Linked DNA regions of Astyanax mexicanus: region 2 is linked to region 1. Evidence: chromatin contacts called from public Hi-C data. All regions are on one chromosome and are shown on one strand. Each heading gives the region's core, a stretch centred on a gene start, on an enhancer-like site or on the middle of the called end of the contact. The rest is flanking DNA. Distances are from core to core; before and after follow the strand shown. Region 1 holds the start of zswim5 (zinc finger, SWIM-type containing 5). Region 2 holds the start of tesk2 (testis associated actin remodelling kinase 2).

The links. Hi-C and Micro-C count contacts between places; a contact is called where the count stands out from the background.
Region 2: a Hi-C map of muscle shows a contact between it and region 1, with 12 times the contacts expected there. The contact joins the promoter of tesk2 here to the promoter of zswim5 in region 1. A contact is called at or near these places in 2 of 3 Hi-C or Micro-C datasets (both in muscle).

What each region holds. Positions count from the first base shown.
Region 1 is chr4:37,458,755-37,464,122 of AstMex3_surface, reverse strand. It overlaps zswim5 (zinc finger, SWIM-type containing 5), which reads left to right and starts at 3,507. Exons shown (of 14, transcript XM_022679146.2): 1 at 3,507-4,057. The coding sequence starts at 3,550.
Region 2 is chr4:37,602,754-37,608,325 of AstMex3_surface, reverse strand. It overlaps tesk2 (testis associated actin remodelling kinase 2), which reads left to right and starts at 3,239. Exons shown (of 11, transcript XM_022679153.2): 1 at 3,239-3,845. It overlaps tmx3a (thioredoxin related transmembrane protein 3a), which reads right to left and starts at 287. Exons shown (of 16, transcript XM_022679154.2): 1 at 152-287. The coding sequence starts at 182.

The DNA.
Region 1 (5,368 bases), core at 2,258-4,757:
TAGATCACACACAAAGCTGAGGGAAACAGGTCACTCATGAAGAAGTCTCTTTAAGCCAGGTTTTCATTACAAAAGTTATGCAAAATGTGAATTAAGACATATTTCCATCCACTACAGTTGCTGCAAACTCAAAATACATAATTTACTGTTACTGGAGCTCTTCATCCAGCCTGTTTACTCCCCAGCCACTCTGGATTTTACAGGGGGTCAGTAATGTGGGTTATAGGGATTTGTTCATCTTATTAAGGTTCTGATAAAGTTTTTTTATGCAGTGAAATAAATTACAGATGTTTGGTGTTTCTGGCTCATTGGTGTAGTACATTAAGCCACATTAAGATTTGTCCTTATAACAATAGATTAGATAGATTTCAGTAAAAAGAAAACCCACATTAAGCATTTTTACGTTAAGTGTTTTAGACTCTGTGGTTCTTCAGTTAGCTGGGATAGCTCTTTGGTTCTGGCGTAACACTGTTTTTCCTGCTGCATCATTTAGCTCGCCTCAACCAGGGCAGATAGTTAGTTGAAAAGCTAGTTGTTAGCTGATTAATTGAATCAGGTGTGTTGTAATCAGTATAAACCAGTGACCATAAGTTACGTGACCATAAAGCCTAAAACAGGCACAGCACCTGGATTGGTTCTGTTCTCTCTGCAACTTGTGGATTAATAACATGTTCACAGCTTAATTTAATGCAACTCTCACATTACCTAACACAGCGGAGGTACTAAAATGTGCTGCGTGCAGTTTTGTCCGATCCTTCTGTCCAGAGGTACAACCCTTACCGTGAGATTCTGGACCAGGACTGGACAAACAAGCACCTGGTTGGACAATTTTGAAAATGAAGTAATTGTTGCGAATTACAGTTCCTGTTCATTTCAGCGTTTTTGAGTGGTATGGTGTTTTCTGTGTGGACGGAGATACTTTTGAAAACCCTCTTGTGGACGAAGATATTTTAAAAAACAGAGGCAAAAACCACCATTTTAAAAATTTCTGGATTTGTGTGGACAGGGTGTAATGACAATATTTTTATTTGAAATTTGGGAGAAATGTTCGTAGTTTATAGAACAAAACAACAATGTTCATTTTACTCAAACATATACCTATAAATAGCAAAATTAAAGAAACTGATTTAAAACTCTCTCTTAATTTTTTATAGAGCTGTATAGGGTAGAATGTAGAGTATAGGGTAGTGTAGGGTAGTATAAGGGTATTGTATTGTAGTATAAGGTACAGAATCGTATAGTGTAGAATATGGCGTATAGGGTAGTGTAGGGTAGTATAAGGTGTTTGTGTTCACAACATTGTAGTCCCTGGTTCCTTTCATCATCACTGTAAAGAAATCTGAATTTAAATGCTACACTACTAGCCTGGCTATGTTGTTTAAAATGTTACACTACTGAGCCTGGTTGTTATATAAAATTCTACACTACTAAGCCTGGCTATGTTGTTTAAAACACTGTGCCACTGCGCCGAGATATATCGATTAAAATGCTGCACTACTGAGCCTGGCTATGTAGCTTAAAATACTACACTACTGGCCCTTGTAATATAGCTGAAACAATCATTTTAAAAATTAACAGTCATTATAAAAACTATTGCATGAAGTTCTAAACCAACTTAATATAATAAAAAAATGGCAAAAACAGAGGAAATCAAGAGAAGGCAAGTTCTTTTTCATGGCCCTGTATGAACTGAATGAACTTTTCCCATGTTAATAGGGCCCCTACAGCTAGACAAAACACCAGACAGTTTAGAGTGACTGCTACTGGGGACATTAGAGAATGCTTATTTGACGTTTTGGCAAGATTTAAAGGATGAGAGTGTGAAATTCATTTGCAATTCATTAGCTTTAACTGCCTGTCTAGGATGGGGAAGCACCAAAGAGTTCAGGCATTATGGGCCATCAAGTAATGGGGACAAGTTAAGCAACTTGTTTATTCCAGATTCAACTTACTTTTACGTTATTGGTAAAGAGAGCACTGTAAAGACACTTGTTATAAACATTTTAGTAGAATAAAAAAATGAAAAGCAGGGCTTCATCAGTGCAAACGTACCCAGAAATCCCCTCTCTAATTCAGTTACTTTAAAACATAGCTTATCTAATCTATAGAAAACTATCCCTAACAGGAGATGCTCCTGGTCATATTTTGGCTGTGAAACATGGAACTGTGTTCTCTGATATGAGGGAGCTCCGTACAAAACCTTTAATATGAGTTGATGTTTAGAGAACTAACAGGTTTATGCTCACTTAAATGCTGAATGCAATGAAATCCTCACAGCGATGTGTAAAGAAGGACATGCACTTCTGGAAAGAGAAAGCAATTTATGTCAGGGGAAAAAACGTTCAATAAGCATGTGTCCACAAACTTATTGGTATAACTTTAATACAAACAAAGTTTTATACAAGACATTCAGTCAAATACGTTTAAAACAGTGATAATCCATGACTCGCTTTGTGTTTTATTTAAAAACAGATTCATTAAATTCGCTGTTCAGTTTGTTTACACTAGATTTTCTTTACCAGCACGGAGTTCCCACAGATTCTCGCGAGAAGTGTCCACCTTTCCGATCGCTCACTCGCTTGCTCTTTCTCGCTCTCTCTCTCGCACGCGCGTTTGCACGCGCGCGCATCACCTCGCGGATTGGCTCACGCGCGTTTGTTATTGGTGGTGACGTAGCAGCCGTAATGGGAACTTCTGCTCTGTTTACTGATCCGATTCTGTCGAAGTGTCCGTTTGAATGAATGACACGGACATACCATTCAATGATTCATTTGTTCATCACGAGTTTCATATATCTACTGAATAATGTTAAAGGGTTATTGGCTCCCGTTAAGATATAGTTTATTAAGTTTTGTAAGAAATTTTATCAAGGATGAGCTAAGTGATATTGTAACTAAATTAACATGCCCTTCATAAACACATACAGTGATATACAGTTCAGCAAATGTCTCATAAACACAATAATTCTAAGTTATTTGTATACTTAAATTTATATTACACAACACTGCGATTTATGTTCCCTGTTTTCTGTAGTGCTGTGTTTATTTATGTTAGATTTATTATTGTTTTTGCGTTGTGTTTTTTTATTGTTGAAATTGGGCTTAAGGCTAGGGACAACATTTGAAAAAAAATTGGTAAATTTAGGTAAACTAAAATAATGATCAGTGTGCACTGTCACTGAATAAAATAAATTATATATTTTTAAGGTGAGTCAGGTTTGAAATGTGCAAAATAGACAAACAAAAAACTAGAAAGCTGTTTTTTTCTATTATTGATAGTTCACGGAGATTATCATTATTTTTAGTTGTACAATTAGAGCTGTTTTAAAACGATCGTGTGTCTGTCTATCTCTGTTCTTTACATTGTGTGAATGCCCAATAGGATTCATTTGCATTTGTGAAGAGGATGAATCGGTTCCATTGATTCCTTAAAAAAAGAACCGACTCTAAAGAGCGATTCACCCCCCGCTCGTCGCGCAGTGTGTCTCTCCTCCTCTTCTGCTGCTTTCCTGGTCTTCGCTTCTTCGCGTCAGTGTTTATTCGCGTTGTCATGGCGGAGGGACGCGGAGATATGCCGCTTCAGCCGCCGCCGCTCCAGCTCCTCGCCTCGCCGCCGGCCAGCAAGCGACCGTGCTTGCGCCCGGCTCCTCGGGGCCCCGGTCCGGGGCCGGGTCCGGGCTTCCACAACTCGCGCACCCGCTGCCCGGAATCCTTGCTGGACTGCGCCGCCAAGGCCGTGGCGGAGAAGTGGGCCTTTGAGCGGGTGGAGGAGCGGTTTGAACGGATCCCGGAGCCCGTGCAGCGCCGTATCGTCTACTGGTCCTTCCCGCGGAACGAGAGGGAGATATGCATGTATTCGTCGTTCCAGTGCCGGGCGGCCGGAGAGGACGCTCCCGCTGTGGGCTCCAGTGCCACGAATGCTGGCTCCGGCACCGCTCCCGGAGGGGCGGCGGGCACGACGGGGAGCGCCGGGACTGGAGCCGCTGGAGACGGGCTCCCTTTCCGGCGTGGAATCCGACTTTTGGAAACGGGCTGTGTGGATAATGTGCTGCAAGTCGGTGAGTGAAAAATAATGGAGTTTTTAAAGCTAAAATTCAAAAATGGACTTTAACGGTCACTTTTAACGGCCGTTAACGTTAACAGCTAGCTAGTTCACTTTGGGCTTTAATTCGTTTCGTGTGGAAACGCTGGAAACACTTTCCCTCAGGTAACGTTAGCTAGCGTGCTAGCGTAGCTAAGAAACAGCAAAAATGGATTTAAGAGTTTGTGAGGGAAACAAAAAAAAAATAAGTCAGACGTTTAAACTTATAATAAAAAAAAAAAATTAAGTTTTTCTGCTCGACGGGTTGCTTCGTTCCGTGTCCGCTTGTTTGTTAGCTTGAGTGCTAACGCAGTTTCGTCAGAGGGGTTTTAAAGATTAAAAGGGGGTAGGAGAGGAGGTTAGCCAGCTAGCTAACCTACGTTTCCTCACTCGTGAGATATGCGAGAATGCTTGTTTATTCGAATTTAATCACTAAAAATGCCTGTAGACGACAAATGTGTAAGAAAAGGACAGATTTTAATGCTTTTTTTTAAGAGTATGAAACTCAACTCCGCTCCCCCTCATATGAACGCCTCACAATGGAGGCGCAACGTTCTCTCTCAGCTCGAAGGTGAAAAAAACAACCGTGGTGGTCAGAAAACCTCTATTATAAACCTTTGGCTTCAATGTTCGTCGATATATCATCGAAATTAAATCTTATTTTCTTAGGTTTATGTGTGTTTTTGCGCCTGGTCGCTTTTATTGGATCCCTTTATTGTAATGAAGCGCAGGCTTATGGCTAGCTAATCCGCTTCAGTTCAAATCTCATGGCTTTTGTTTATTTGCTTGCTTGCTCGGGACAAAGAACGTCTGTATATCTCAAGAAAGCCAGAAAAAACACATGTGCGGACACTTATTAATGTACGAGCTCGGTGTTGGGTCGAAATTCGACAGTATAAGCAGAAAAAAACAGCTTGGTTTTGCTTGAAATTGTCGTTGTGTGGCTCTTGGGTCGCACAATAGCTCTGGCTCCCTCCCCCTCTTCAGGATGATCAATCAGGACAGGAGGAGAAGAGGGGAAAAGCCTCTCCGTATAGATTAAAATCAGCATTTAAACAAAGGAACACCACGGAAAGTCAATTTCAATGCTTCTGGCCTTAACAATAAGACCTGCAGGTTGAAGATATGTATGTCCTGGGTGAGGTTTCAAACCTGTTCATTGTTTTTTTTTTTTTTTTTTTTTTTTTTAGCTACATGAGCATGAGGCTGTTTCATTTCGACATACTAGCGTAGATAGCAGGTCTATAGGCTTACCCATACATAGCATGCAAAAACTGAGCTGACTGGC
Region 2 (5,572 bases), core at 1,990-4,489, 140 kb before region 1:
AAGAATAAATAAGTAAAACAAATAAAATACAATTAATACACATACAAGCATTCAATCAATACCAATACAGACAAATAATAAAATATCATGAGAATTAGCCAAATGCTAATAAATAATGCTTATTATTAGTGTTCTATTTTAGGTATCCTACCTGAAAAGACGGGGAGTAACGCTTGTGCCATTATGAGCAGCCGTAAAGTAGATTAGACCAAAAGAAGAAGACAGAAGACACTGTTAACATAATTGCTACACAGCAAACTAGTAACCCACTGACCGTGCGTCAGATTAGGCCCACGGATTAGAGTCTGGAGATCTGGAAGCACCTCCCTCTACAACCAGCCTCCTCAAAATGTTTCTCCGTCCAAAGGGAAGGTCTAAATCAGGTAGCCAAGAGGAATCTAGAAAACATCTGACCCTGACATATATTTTAGTAGAACCTATATCTTATGTTTAATTCATGCCTATGTATTTTCTGGCTTCAGTGATTTTCTAGTTAAGGCAATACCTTAACTAGAACTATATGGAAAAAGAACCATGGCTTTAAAGGGTTCTTTAGGGGTTTTACAAAGAGGCATTTGTTCAATAACAATATAACATGACTTTTGTTTCAGAGGTATAGAAGGTTAAACTACTAGGTGTAAGATTTACACTGAATTAACACACTTTTTGCAAATATAGAGGAATGTTAATCTATACTTTAAGTATATTTTCTGCATGTTCTACATGTTCCACATTTATTTTAACTGTTTAAAACTATTTAAGAGAATTCCCTGTCCACCTCCCTGTCATGTTGGGATAAACAGCCTTAAACATCAGTGACATTACAGACTTCACATTTATTTATTTATTTATTTAATAGCATACAACACAGAGCAATATGCAAAGATACATATTCTTGTGTATTAGTATCATAACTAATAAATTACAAGCTAGGAGGTGCATAAGCATACAGAGGAAAGAATGGGGACTGGATATGGGGACTTGCTGTTGCATGTTCAGCAATTAATTATATATATCTTTTTTTTCAACAAGTTTTTTACATTTCACTGCATGTTTATGTGAGTTAACACTTAAGATGTCCCACCTATCATAGTTAATATATTTAAGTAATATATTTCAGTAATTTAAATAATTTAGAAAAAATCTAAATGTATCTTTTTAAAACAGAACAAGTTCACAATGAACAGTTGTTTGGGTCATTGGGTGCCATTTGCTTGTTGTAACATTTCCAAATTACATTTAATTTTTATGTTTTTTTATGTTTTCTGAATTTGATGAAGTTTTACTTCATTTTTTACTTATTTTTCTTTGCTAAAGATGGTTAAATTTTTCTTGTTTCTGTTACTAAAACATGTGACATTTAGAAATCATGTTTCAAAGTAAGTCCACTTATTTCTTTGATTTTCTCTGAAGAAAGTGTTTATTTTAAAGAAATGGTTGACTGCATCTTTAAATAATTGATATTTATAAAATGCATGGCAAGCTGCATGACAGGATGGACATGTTTAACAAAAACGTGTATGTAGAGTAAAAGTATTGCAAGTATTATTAGCACTGTAAATGACAAACACAACACTAGCACAAGATAGATATACAGACAGACAGACAGACAGATAGACAGAGTTAGGGATCTCCTGTATTTCCCCTGCCTCTATATTTACCAGTATACCTGGAGTTACTGTTAAACTTTCTTAATCTTGACAGTAGATGGCGCCAAAGATGTAGAATTGAGTTGTTGTCGGCTGTCAGTTTGCAATGTTTCTAATAATTCAACATTTTAAATTACATTACATAATTTACACTAATTTATATGACTTGTATAAAACATTTATTTGTTTTTATGTTTAATAATATGCTGAAATAACGTATTATTTCTGTATTATAATATTCTTTTGATGTATTTAGGGCCCATTTGACAAAACACACTCACACTGCCATCTCATTGGTCAACACCGAAGCCAGAGAACGTTCTGGTTGGTTCAGACCAGCACATCAAACCCACTATCATTCTGCTTTCCTATTGGACACGATCTCACCCACTCAACCCAGTTAATCGCCTCTGATTGGTTGTAGTTCGTGTCGCTCTGAACGAACATGAAAAGGCAAGTTTAGGCGACAAGAGAGGAGGAGGGCGGAAGGGGAGATGGATTCGTTTAAAGAACCGATTCTTTTGAACGTATTTAATGAATCGAACGGCAGAACACTTCGTAAGCGCCCCGGTCAAAGCGCTTCAACCGACAACAAGAGTCGATTCAGCGATTCCTCTGAAAAATGTTCTAGAATTAAAAATTATAATTTTTTTATGTTTCAATTTCATGAGGTTAAATTTATTAAAGTCTTTGTAATGTGTTTATTAAAGTCTTCGTAATGTCCCATGAATTTAACTATTTTCTAAACACCAGTCCCTTATTTATTTATTTATTTATTTATAAATAACTTAGATAGCTTAGCTTACACATTATTAATTATATTATTTATATTTGTAATTTAAAATGTATTTATTTTATGTATATGCACAGTGTACACAAGTTATACGTCTTATTTCTCTGTTTACTTTAGCAAACATTCAACCTATTTTAATGCTTCCGTTTTAGAATACAAAAAAGCGAATTAAAAAAAAGGTTTTTAAAAAAGTTTTTTTAAGTTATTATATAAACTACTAATTAGTAGTATAAAATTCCAACTTTTTATATACATATTTAAATTAGTATAGTATTGCATTTGTATCTAATATTTTAAGTTAGAATGTTGTATAGTAAAGTAACGGCTTTCGTTTTTAGTTAGGCGCTTAAAACTAAAGATAAGAGCTGGGCAATATGACATTATTTTACTGCATTGTGATTTGTGCATTTGCTATTGTGATAAATGGTAGACATCTCTCGTGTGTATTATGTGCATAACATAAACTTTAAAAACAAACTGGGCATTAATCTGACCAGTTCAGATCAGTTTAATTGGATGACATATAACATTATTATTGTTAATTGTGGAATAAAAACTCCGTATTTATTTTAAATGTAGTATTTAATTATTTTTGTCTATTTCTATCTGATAATACTAATGCAGTTTGTCTGTTTGTGAAAACATGATGCATTTAAATTTCTTTAAATATCAAAATACAGGGTTAAAGAATAGTCAAGCCCTATTAGTGCTACAAAACACAAGCTCGGTTCAAGTGTGACTCGCGAATCCGTCCACGATTCGTTTAAAAGAACCGGTTCCTGAAGAGCCGACTCTTTGGCGAGTGGTATATGGCTGAAGGAGGCGGAGGAGGAGTCGATTGACATGGAGAATCCCCCGCAGTAGAGAATATTTACTTCGGCGTGTTTTCACGAAGATTAACTTCTCGTAGGTTTTTAGGAGCGGATTTCTGCAGATATTTAAACCCCAGTTTAGGAGTTTAAGTGAAGAAATAAAGGAGGAGCCTGTGCTGAGAGACTGGAGCGGTGAACGGTGCGCAGAGAAGAGGAGAGAGAGAGAAAGCTCCGGCGCTGTTTATTTTTCTCTTGACCACTCCAGCCTTTTTTCCTGCGGTCATTACGCAGTTCTCTCAGGCTGGATCTGGAGGGGTTTAACCCGCTGGTCATGACTCTGCTCGGCTATAGAGTCGCGGATCTGAGGGCTCTTTTTCAGTAGAGAGGAGCGGGAGCGGAGTTTAGAGTTAGTTTGTAGTTTGTTTGGGAGTTCATATGTAGCTACAAGTGCTTTAAACTCCAGCTACATTTCAGCGTTTATTTGAACTGCGGGATAAAAAGTGCTTAAAATCGTCTCAAGAAATGCAATGGGATTAAGTAGGACCTTTCACCGGAGCAGAACTTCACCCCAGAGCCAGTTCAGACGACCAGGTAAGACCTGAGCTTTCTCCTCCAGCAGCGGCAGCAGCAGCAGCTCTAAACTCAAGTGTCACAGTGGAGGAGGAGTGGGCTGAGCTAACCTAACTATACCCAAACTAAACTAGCTTAGCTTAGCTAATATACAGCTCTGTTTACAAATACATACTGTTAACTGCTTACAAATACATACTGTTACAACTTTTAAATACATATTGTTACTGCTTACAAATACATACTGTTCACTGCTGCATACAAATACATACTGTTTACTGCTGCATACAAATACATACTGTTTACTGCTGCATACAAATACATACTGTTTACTGCTGCATACAAATACATACTGTTTACTGCTGCATACAAATACATACTGTTTACTGCTGCATACAAATACATACTGTTTACTGCTGCATACAAATACATACTGTTACCTCATACAGATCAGTACTTTTACTGCATACAAATACACACTGTACAGATCTGTACTGTAACTCCTTACACATATACACTGTTACCTAATAGAGCTATATTTTTACTGCATTCAAATACATACTAGCCACCCTATTACGTCATACAAATATTTGCTGTTATTTCAGTCATACTTCAGAAATACGTAAAACTTATTAAACTACTGCAGTTACTTTATATATACATATACATGTCAATACTTTCTAAGTTAGTACTGTTATGTTGTAAACACGCACTGTTAAGTCCATCTTACATCTATCAGCATCTGTCAGAAACAAAAATCTGTTCTTATTGATCAGATCAGGTCCTGTTCACACAGAGCAGAGTGAATTGTGAAATAATTAAAACTTTACTTGTCTTGCAAACAAATCTATTTTTTAGTTGTATCATTTGAAGAGCACACATCCATCAACACAGCACATAGGTGCATTAGTGGAGCTGTAGGCAAGTGCAGCTTACTGCTGCAGCTGCTACCCACGTCTAGTCAATGGCTGCTAAGCAACCCCTGTGAAAAGACTGTGTTGATGAGTTTCATATGACACCATCTTTTACTCGTTGCATGTTCAGAAGCAACACTTGTGCTTGCTACTGTGTCGCTGCAGCTGTGCAGCTGATCAAACAGCAAGAAGCCAACCAGGCATGAGGTCTGGCCTAGGACCAGTGATACAGTTACAACAGGGGTTCTCAAGCCTGGTTCAGAAGTTCGACACATTGTTTGGTTTTTCCTGCTTTAACACACCTGATGCAACTCTTGAGACTAATGAACTGGTGAGATGAATCAGGTGTGTTACATCAGTAAGATCACAAACTATTTCTTCGCTATATATTGTGCACTATTCAGTCCACAGCGTATTCATGAAAAAATAGATTTGTGTTTGTGTGCACAATATATAGTTTTTGCTTTGATATCGCAGTAGTCACATCGCAGAACATAAAGTTTTTTTTTTTTTTTACTTTTTTGCTGCTTAATTCAAAGCAGTATTCATGCTGTTCTCATTTTACATGACAGTATCTACCAGATTGTCGATTGCCTAAAACCATTTATTTTACTCTAATCACTGATAAACAGATTGCATTATTATCGTGATAGTCATGTCAGATTAGGGGTGGGCGATATGGCCCTAAAATAATATCACAATATTTCATGGTATTTTCATGATAACAATGCTCTTGGCGATATGACAAAACACTGAATTACAAAAATGATTTCAAGAATACACTACTGCAACAATATGAATATTATTTTTTTATTGTGTACAATATGATATGGC